2 separate regions of the Lactuca sativa genome follow, and region 2 is linked to region 1. The links are chromatin contacts, called in public Hi-C maps. All regions are on one chromosome and are shown on one strand. Each heading gives the region's core, a stretch centred on a gene start, on an enhancer-like site or on the middle of the called end of the contact. The rest is flanking DNA. Distances are from core to core; before and after follow the strand shown.

Region 1 (3,646 bases), core at 164-2,663:
TAAATTTGTATGAAATTTAGATATATAAATTTGTATGAAATTTAGATGTATAAATTTGTTGAATGAAATTTAGATGTATAAATTTGTATGAAATTTAGATGTATAAATTAAGATGTATAAATTTTGTTGGATTGTATGCATTTTCAATTTCATTCAATTTTGTTGAATGAAATTTAGATGTATAAATTTGTATGAAATTGGATGAAATTGGAATATGCAAATTGGATGTATACATTTGGCTTAATTGTATGAAATTTGATGAAATTGGAATATGTAAAGTAGATGAAATTGGAATATGCAAATTGTATGAAATTGGATGTATACATTTGGCTTAATTGGATGAAATTGGAATATGCAAATTTGATGTATACATTTGGCTTAATTAGGTTATTAATAGCAACTTACTTCTAGTAATGTATTGTATATGGTTTCAAAGTGCTTAATTTTGTGGCGACACTATGTTATTAGCAGCGACACCCTATTAGTAGCGACAGATAGTATTAGCGGGCGACGCCTTGTATTAGCGGCGACCATGAGTATTAGCGGCGACATTCAGCGTATTAGCGACGAAACAATATCGGCGACGCATTTGCAGTGACATATCGCCGCTAAAGGTTTTAGCGGCGACACGTGTCGCCGCTGTTGCCCAATCTTCTTGTAGTGATATCTAGAACATCCGTTTCGATTCCGGTAATTAATTCTTTTAATTATAATAATAATAATAATAATAATAATAATAATAATAATAATAAATCATTACTCTTTAAATAAACATTATATATCTCAAGAGGGTAAATAGCAATTTCCAAAAACTATTTTAATTAGATAAATTGGCTAAATGGTAGATTCCGTTTATATGCTTAAACCCGAGTGGTCAATTGTGTCAAAAACGTAATGTCTTGATCTGTTATCAAAAGTCGACGCAGCTGTGTATCCATGGCCTTTTTGCTTGATTTAAACATACAAATGCTCAAATCTTTGAAAGCCTCTTAGCCCTTACCCTTAGTAACTTCTCTTAGACCATTTGAATCGCTTCTCCCTCCCTCTTAGCTACCAAACCCGAGAGAAAGACTGAAAAAAGGGTGAGGTCGTCTAGGGTTTTAGTGGGGGAAGAAGACACTTCAAACTCAACATAAACGAAATATACTACTGAAAAAATGTTTAGGGGCATCCTGGGATACCCAGGCTCCAAGGTGGATCCGCCTATAATTAAATATAGAAAAAAAATTATATAACGACATCCAATTAAACCACAAATATTATTATAATTTTGTATCAAAATAAACATTTGTGAAAGATATTTAACTTTTATCGCTTAAATTGATTTACATTTATTATATTATAAATGGATTTTACTGTACTAGCCTTTTAGAACATGAAGAGGGGTATACTAGGCATGTGTAGATGCCACTATAAAATTGCAAATATCAAAAACCTTAGTATTTTGTTTCATCCTTCGGAATTCAAAACCAAGTGAAGTGATCTCCGGCGACGGAGGTGGTTTTCCGATATATAGAAAACTATAAAGTAAGAATAGGTATTAAATGGGACGATCTCCCTGCTGCGATAAGGTAGGACTGAAGAAAGGACCATGGACTCCCGAAGAAGATCAGAAGCTTTTAGCTTACATCGAAGAACACGGCCATGGAAGTTGGCGTGCTTTGCCTTCGAAAGCTGGTTTCACTTCTTTTACTTGCTACTTATATGAATACACATATTATCTTCATACCAAATTGATCATGACAAAAATTTTCTCTTACTTTATTCTGCCTAAGAATACAAATTACTGATTCAAAAACACAAACTAAACAGGACTTCAAAGATGCGGGAAAAGTTGCAGGTTGCGATGGACCAATTATCTTCGACCTGACATCAAGAGAGGCAAATTTAGTCTTCAAGAAGAACAAACGATCATCCAACTTCATGCTCTTTTGGGTAACAGGTATTTTTATCCTTTAACGTGTTATCTCATTATGATTTGTTATACAATAATATAATACAGATCTAATGTGCTTATGTTTATGATTAGGTGGTCAGCCATAGCAACTCATTTGCCAAAAAGAACAGATAACGAGATCAAGAACTACTGGAATACTCATCTGAAAAAGAGGTTGACGAAAATGGGGATAGATCCAGTGAGCCACAAGCCAAAAAACGACACCCTTTTGTGTACTGATGGTCAATCGAAGAGTGTGGCTAACTTAAGCCACATGGCTCAATGGGAGAGTGCTCGGCTCGAGGCTGAAGCCAGATTAGTCAAACAATCTAAGCTTCGATGCCCAGTTGAAAAGCAAGTTGGATCAGTCGATGCATCCATGGCGTCTGTTAAATTATTGGCAACCACCGCCGGGGAACCCACAAGGTGTCTTGATATACTCAAGGCATGGGATAGAGTTTGGGGTGGCAAGCAGAATGACGACGGCGTTAATGGGATCGGAGATATAGAATCACCAACTTCGACACTTTCCACCACTGGCGTCGGAGAGAGTTCCACTAACTTTTTCGAGTTTGTTGGTGGCAATTCATCGGGATCTTGCGATGATGGAGCCACCGGAGAAGATGGTGAAGAGGAGTGGGAGTACAAGGACGAAAACGACATGGAGAATTCGATTCCATTAACTTCTGGGTTCAGTGGAGTAACCATGGCGTCCGATAACAATAATGAACACGTCCCTGGTGGCAATTTCTTAGAGAGTTTTACAGATCTTTTATTGAGCAGTTCCGGCGGTGGTCATCGGAATTTACAAAGTGGTGGTGATTCCGGCAATGATCTCGAACCTAATGGAGTGAACAACAGTAATTACTACGAGGATAATAGTAAGAATTACTGGAATAACATTCTTAATTTGGTGAATTCTTCGATGCAAGATCCTCCTTTGTTTTAGAAGCCCATATCTCACTCGAATTTTTGTTCATTTTTTTTCGACCAAATGCTGTCCTTGAAATGCTTGCATGTGTACGTTGTAAGAACATGTTGATTCCTAGGGTTAATGTCTAGGGTTTTTTTTTTTTTTTTGATTTTTTTGAATTCCGATAGAATTGTGTAATAATTCAAACTCCTATAACTTACTATTTAAAAGGCGTTTATGTTAGACATAATCTTGATGATCCATTATCTATCGAAGGCCTGTTGTACGGCTTGAACTTCATGTTCTTTGTTATCTTATAATCGTATCAACCTTTTGGAAAAGAAAGTGAGACTTACTAATCTAGTCCAAAATGGTGTTTGATTTTGATTTTAATGCTTCTATTGTACTTGTATGCTTCTTTTTCCAATTCTTTCACATGCAATGCTTAATAGCTAGTTGCATTAAAGTAGACTTGGTCAGGGAGAAAACACAACGACCTTTGCATACAATTAATCAGCTTAATACAATTTTCAGAATACAATTAGTAACTGGGAACAGGTAAATAGCCCCCCTTTTTCTCCTTTTTTTTATCCTCCCCTATGAATTGACATTTGACATATATATATATATATATATATATATATATATATATATATATATATATATATATATATATATATATATATATATATATATATATATATATATAACATTATTAAATATATAATTATATAAGTCTATTTTTTTAATAAATATTATAATAAATGAAAAACAATTACAAATAATTAATCAACGTT
Region 2 (3,842 bases), core at 6-2,505, 330 kb before region 1:
TAATTTCATAAAATAAAATGAACATAGAAAATATGTATGAATTTGATGAAGAAAGTGAGATGAGCGAAATCTCAGTTGAAGACATGGTTGATTTCTCTGAGTTCATGAAAAGCGAAACCGAAAATGAGAAACCCCTCATTTCTGAAAATTCGGTGGAATACGCTCGCCTGTCAAAGGACAAGCCACAAAAACTCAAGGAGAAAGAAATGGTTTATAATAAGGTTCAAACTGTGCCGAATCAAGTCTATGCTGTTATAGGAGTCACTGGAAAACAAACGGCAGAGTTAAAATCTTAGTTGACAAAGACAATGCTGAAGGGTGCGACGATTACTTCTGGTCAGCCCCTATTGACAACACAGACGAAACCATTGGCTTATCTGAGCAAACTTCATGGAGAGTTAAAGGAAGATACGTTGCTGAACCTATCAACAAACCCTCGAGTTTCGACAAACCAAGCACAAGTGGAACAAAAGAAATCCCTGAAGAACCAATGAGAGAACCAGTTATTCCAACTAAGACAACCAAAAATCAAAGGAAAAAGCCAAAATCAAGTTTCAACATTCACAAATCTCAGAAGGAGTTAGCTGAAAAGAAACGCCAAAGAAATCATAGATACAATAAAAATCTGAATGAGCGAAAACGTTATTGGCAATCTCAAAACCCCAACTACGTACCTCCTAAGAAAGAATCAATTGACAAACGAAAATAAAATTTCAATCCAAATTCCTACTATTCCAAAGCTCAGAACCGAATGTCTAGTTTCGGTCCAAACGTCAAGGCTAACAACCAATCGTCTACTTTCAGTTCCAACATCAGCACTCAGAAACGAAAGTCAAGTTTCGGTCAAAAGTCTAGTTTCGGTCCTTCCAACTCCCAAAGAAAATTCAATTTAGTGAAGGACATCAAAGGAAAGAGAAAACTTGATTCTGATTTTGATATCAAAAATAAGAAAAAGTCAGCTAAACCTAGGATTCAAAAGAAAACACCAAGACCATCTAACAACACACCATCGAATACACCAAAATTTAAACAAGATAAAACCAAAATGAAGGTGTATACCATCAAAAGAAAAGATCAATCCACTCTAATAAAAAGAACTTATTTGGTTGATGTTTCTACTGCAATTCCTTTTTCTGTGAAAAACTCACAAGGACCCAAGAAACTTTGGGTTCCTAAATCTTCTTGAATGTGTAGGTGATAAGTGACGAGCAGTTCGATGATGAATGATATATAGACAGTGGCTACTCGCGTCACATGACAGGAAGGAAGGAAGAGCTGAGGGAGTTTCAGTCCCTAAAGGATGGTGGATGTGTGAAGTATGGCAATAACTCATATGGCACAATCAAAGGATATGGTATGATAACCAATGGAGACTTTTCTATTCGAAAAGTAGCTTATGTGGAAGGATTGCAGCATAACCTCACGAGTGTGTCACAATTACTTGTGGGAACAGGTTTGAAGGTTTCATTCGATGATGAGGGCTCTGAAATAATTGAGAAGCAATCCAAAAAGGTTTTGTTAAAGTCTGAACGCAAGGGAGAGATGTATCCTTTGAATCTCAACCCAATTCGAGGAAAACCAGCCATATACCTGCTATCAAAGGCAAACACTGATGAAAGCTGGTTGTGGCATCGACACCTATCGCACCTGAACTTCAAAGACATTAATAAGTTGGTGCTTGGTGACCATGTTCGAGGCCTTCCTCTTCTCAAGTTTGATAAGGAACATCTGTGTGCAGCGTGTGCGATGGGTAAACAAAGCAGAAAGATCCATCCTACACGAATTAATACAAAGATAGTTGAAGCTCTTGACCTTCTGCACATTGAATTATGTGGACCTTCGGCTATCGAAAGATTCGGTGGAAGTAAGTTCATTCTTTTCATAGTAGATGATTTTTCACACTTCACCTGGGTTTTCTTTCTTAAACAGAAATCAGATGCGATGCCCAAGTTGAAGTCGTTCATCAAGCAAGTGAAAGTACAACTACGAATGCTGGTGAGAAACATTAGAAGCGACAACAGGTTGGAATTTAAAAATAAAGATTTAGAGGATTTTCTGGCTGACAAGGGGATATCTCACAACTTCTCAGCCCCATATACCCCACAACAGAATGAGATTGTTGAAAGACGAAACCGTTCCCTTTGTGAGGCAGCCAGAACCGTGCTAAGCTTCGCTTCTCTACCACTATACTTTTGGGCTGACGCAATTGCAACCACGTGCTACACTCAGAACCGATCCTTGCTCAACAAAAGATTCTCAATCACTCCATATGAGATTCTAAACAATCGAAAGCCCAATGTTAAATTTTTCCATGTGTTCGGTTCAAGGTGTTTCATCTTTAATTCAAAAGAGAACTGCAATTAGTTTAACATCAAAGCTGGTGAGGGAATTTTTCTTGGTTATTCACTCACTTCAAAGGCATACAAAGTCTTGAACAAACGATCCAAACGAATTGAAGAAACATATTATGTAACCTTTGATGATAATTACATGAAGAAAGTTCAAAGGAGCAATACTGCCTTGGGGGAAATATTTCCTGAATCAGGACAAGTCTCGGTTCCAATATCCAACTTGTTTGAAGGGTACATTCAGCTATTTGTTCGGTTCAAGGTGTTTCATCTTTAATTCAAAAGAGAACCGCAATTAGTTTAACGTCAAAGCTGGTGAGGGAATTTTCCTTGGTTATTCACTCACTTCAAAGGCATACAAAGTCTTGAACAAACGCTCCAAATGAATTGAAGAAACATATTATGTAACCTTTGATGATGATTACATGAAGAAAGTTCAAAGGAGCAATAGTGCCTTGGGGGAAATATTTCCTGAATCAGGACAAGTCTCGGTTCCAATATCCAACTTATTTGAAGGGTACATTCAGCTATTTGATGAACCAGAGAAAGCAGAAAACTCATAAGCGAAAGCAGTAGACAACAAAATCGACAATCTCAAAAAGATCATTGATGAAGCTGCTAAAGAAATGGAAAGTGAACCTCCTAAACCGACAGGTGGTCAACCCTCCAATGACTCTCCAAACAACGGGTCAATGCTTAAGGGGGAGAGTTCATCAGCACCAAAGACAACCGAAATGTATTTCGAGGGGGAGAATCCAATTCCATCCCCAACTCATAAAGGTCCAAGCGACGGGGAGCATATAACTCCAAACCCACCCAATAATAGTCCAATCGAGGAGGAGATTTTGACTCCCATAGTGGATGAAAACTCTGATCCTGACACAAGTTATACTTCGTCATTCGAGGGGGAGAAAAAGAATACAACTGACGAAGATGATCAATCAGAACTTGAAGAGGAAGTAAATGCAAAGTTCGATCCATCCTATGACCCAAATTATCCTCCTTTAGTGAAATGGACCAAGGATCATCCCAAAACACAAATCATTGGTGAATCATCTGAGAAAGTTCTCACTCGTTCTCAATTGAAAGAGAAACAAACTGCATTATTCTCTAAAGTTGAATTCTGTATGTTTAACTCGTTTGTATTCAAAGTTGAACTGAAAACAGTTAATGTTACACTTGATCATTCTGACTGGGTACAAGCAATGCAAGATGGGCTCCATGAGTTCGAACGCAATCGAGTTTGGAGGCTGATTCCCACACCAAAGGATGCTTCAGTGGTTGGCTTGAAATGGGTCTTTAGGAATAAATTGGACAAAGAGGGGAATGTTATTAGAATCAAGGCTCGGTTAGTAGTAAAAGGATATTGCCAAGAGGAAGGGATAAATCATGAGGAAACATTCGCTCCAGTAGCAAGGTTGGAACCAGTTAGAATTTTTCTGGCATATGCTGCTCGTAAAAACTTCGAAGTTTTCCAAATGGATGTAAAATGCG

Evidence for each region. A called contact is a pair of places that touch in the nucleus more often than the background predicts.
Region 2: a Hi-C map of leaf shows a contact between it and region 1, with 8 times the contacts expected there. The contact joins the promoter of LOC128132856 here to the promoter of LOC111879748 in region 1. A contact is called at or near these places in 3 of 4 Hi-C or Micro-C datasets (leaf and seed).

What each region holds. Positions count from the first base shown.
Region 1 is chr3:166,927,944-166,931,589 of Lsat_Salinas_v11, reverse strand. It overlaps LOC111879748 (transcription factor MYB16), which reads left to right and starts at 1,413. Exons shown (of 3, transcript XM_023876185.3): 1 at 1,413-1,677; 2 at 1,813-1,942; 3 at 2,030-3,242. The coding sequence starts at 1,545. The coding sequence ends at 2,885.
Region 2 is chr3:167,260,479-167,264,320 of Lsat_Salinas_v11, reverse strand. It overlaps LOC128132856, which reads left to right and starts at 1,255. Exons shown (of 3, transcript XM_052769851.1): 1 at 1,255-1,602; 2 at 1,930-1,995; 3 at 2,780-2,911. The coding sequence starts at 1,255. The coding sequence ends at 2,911.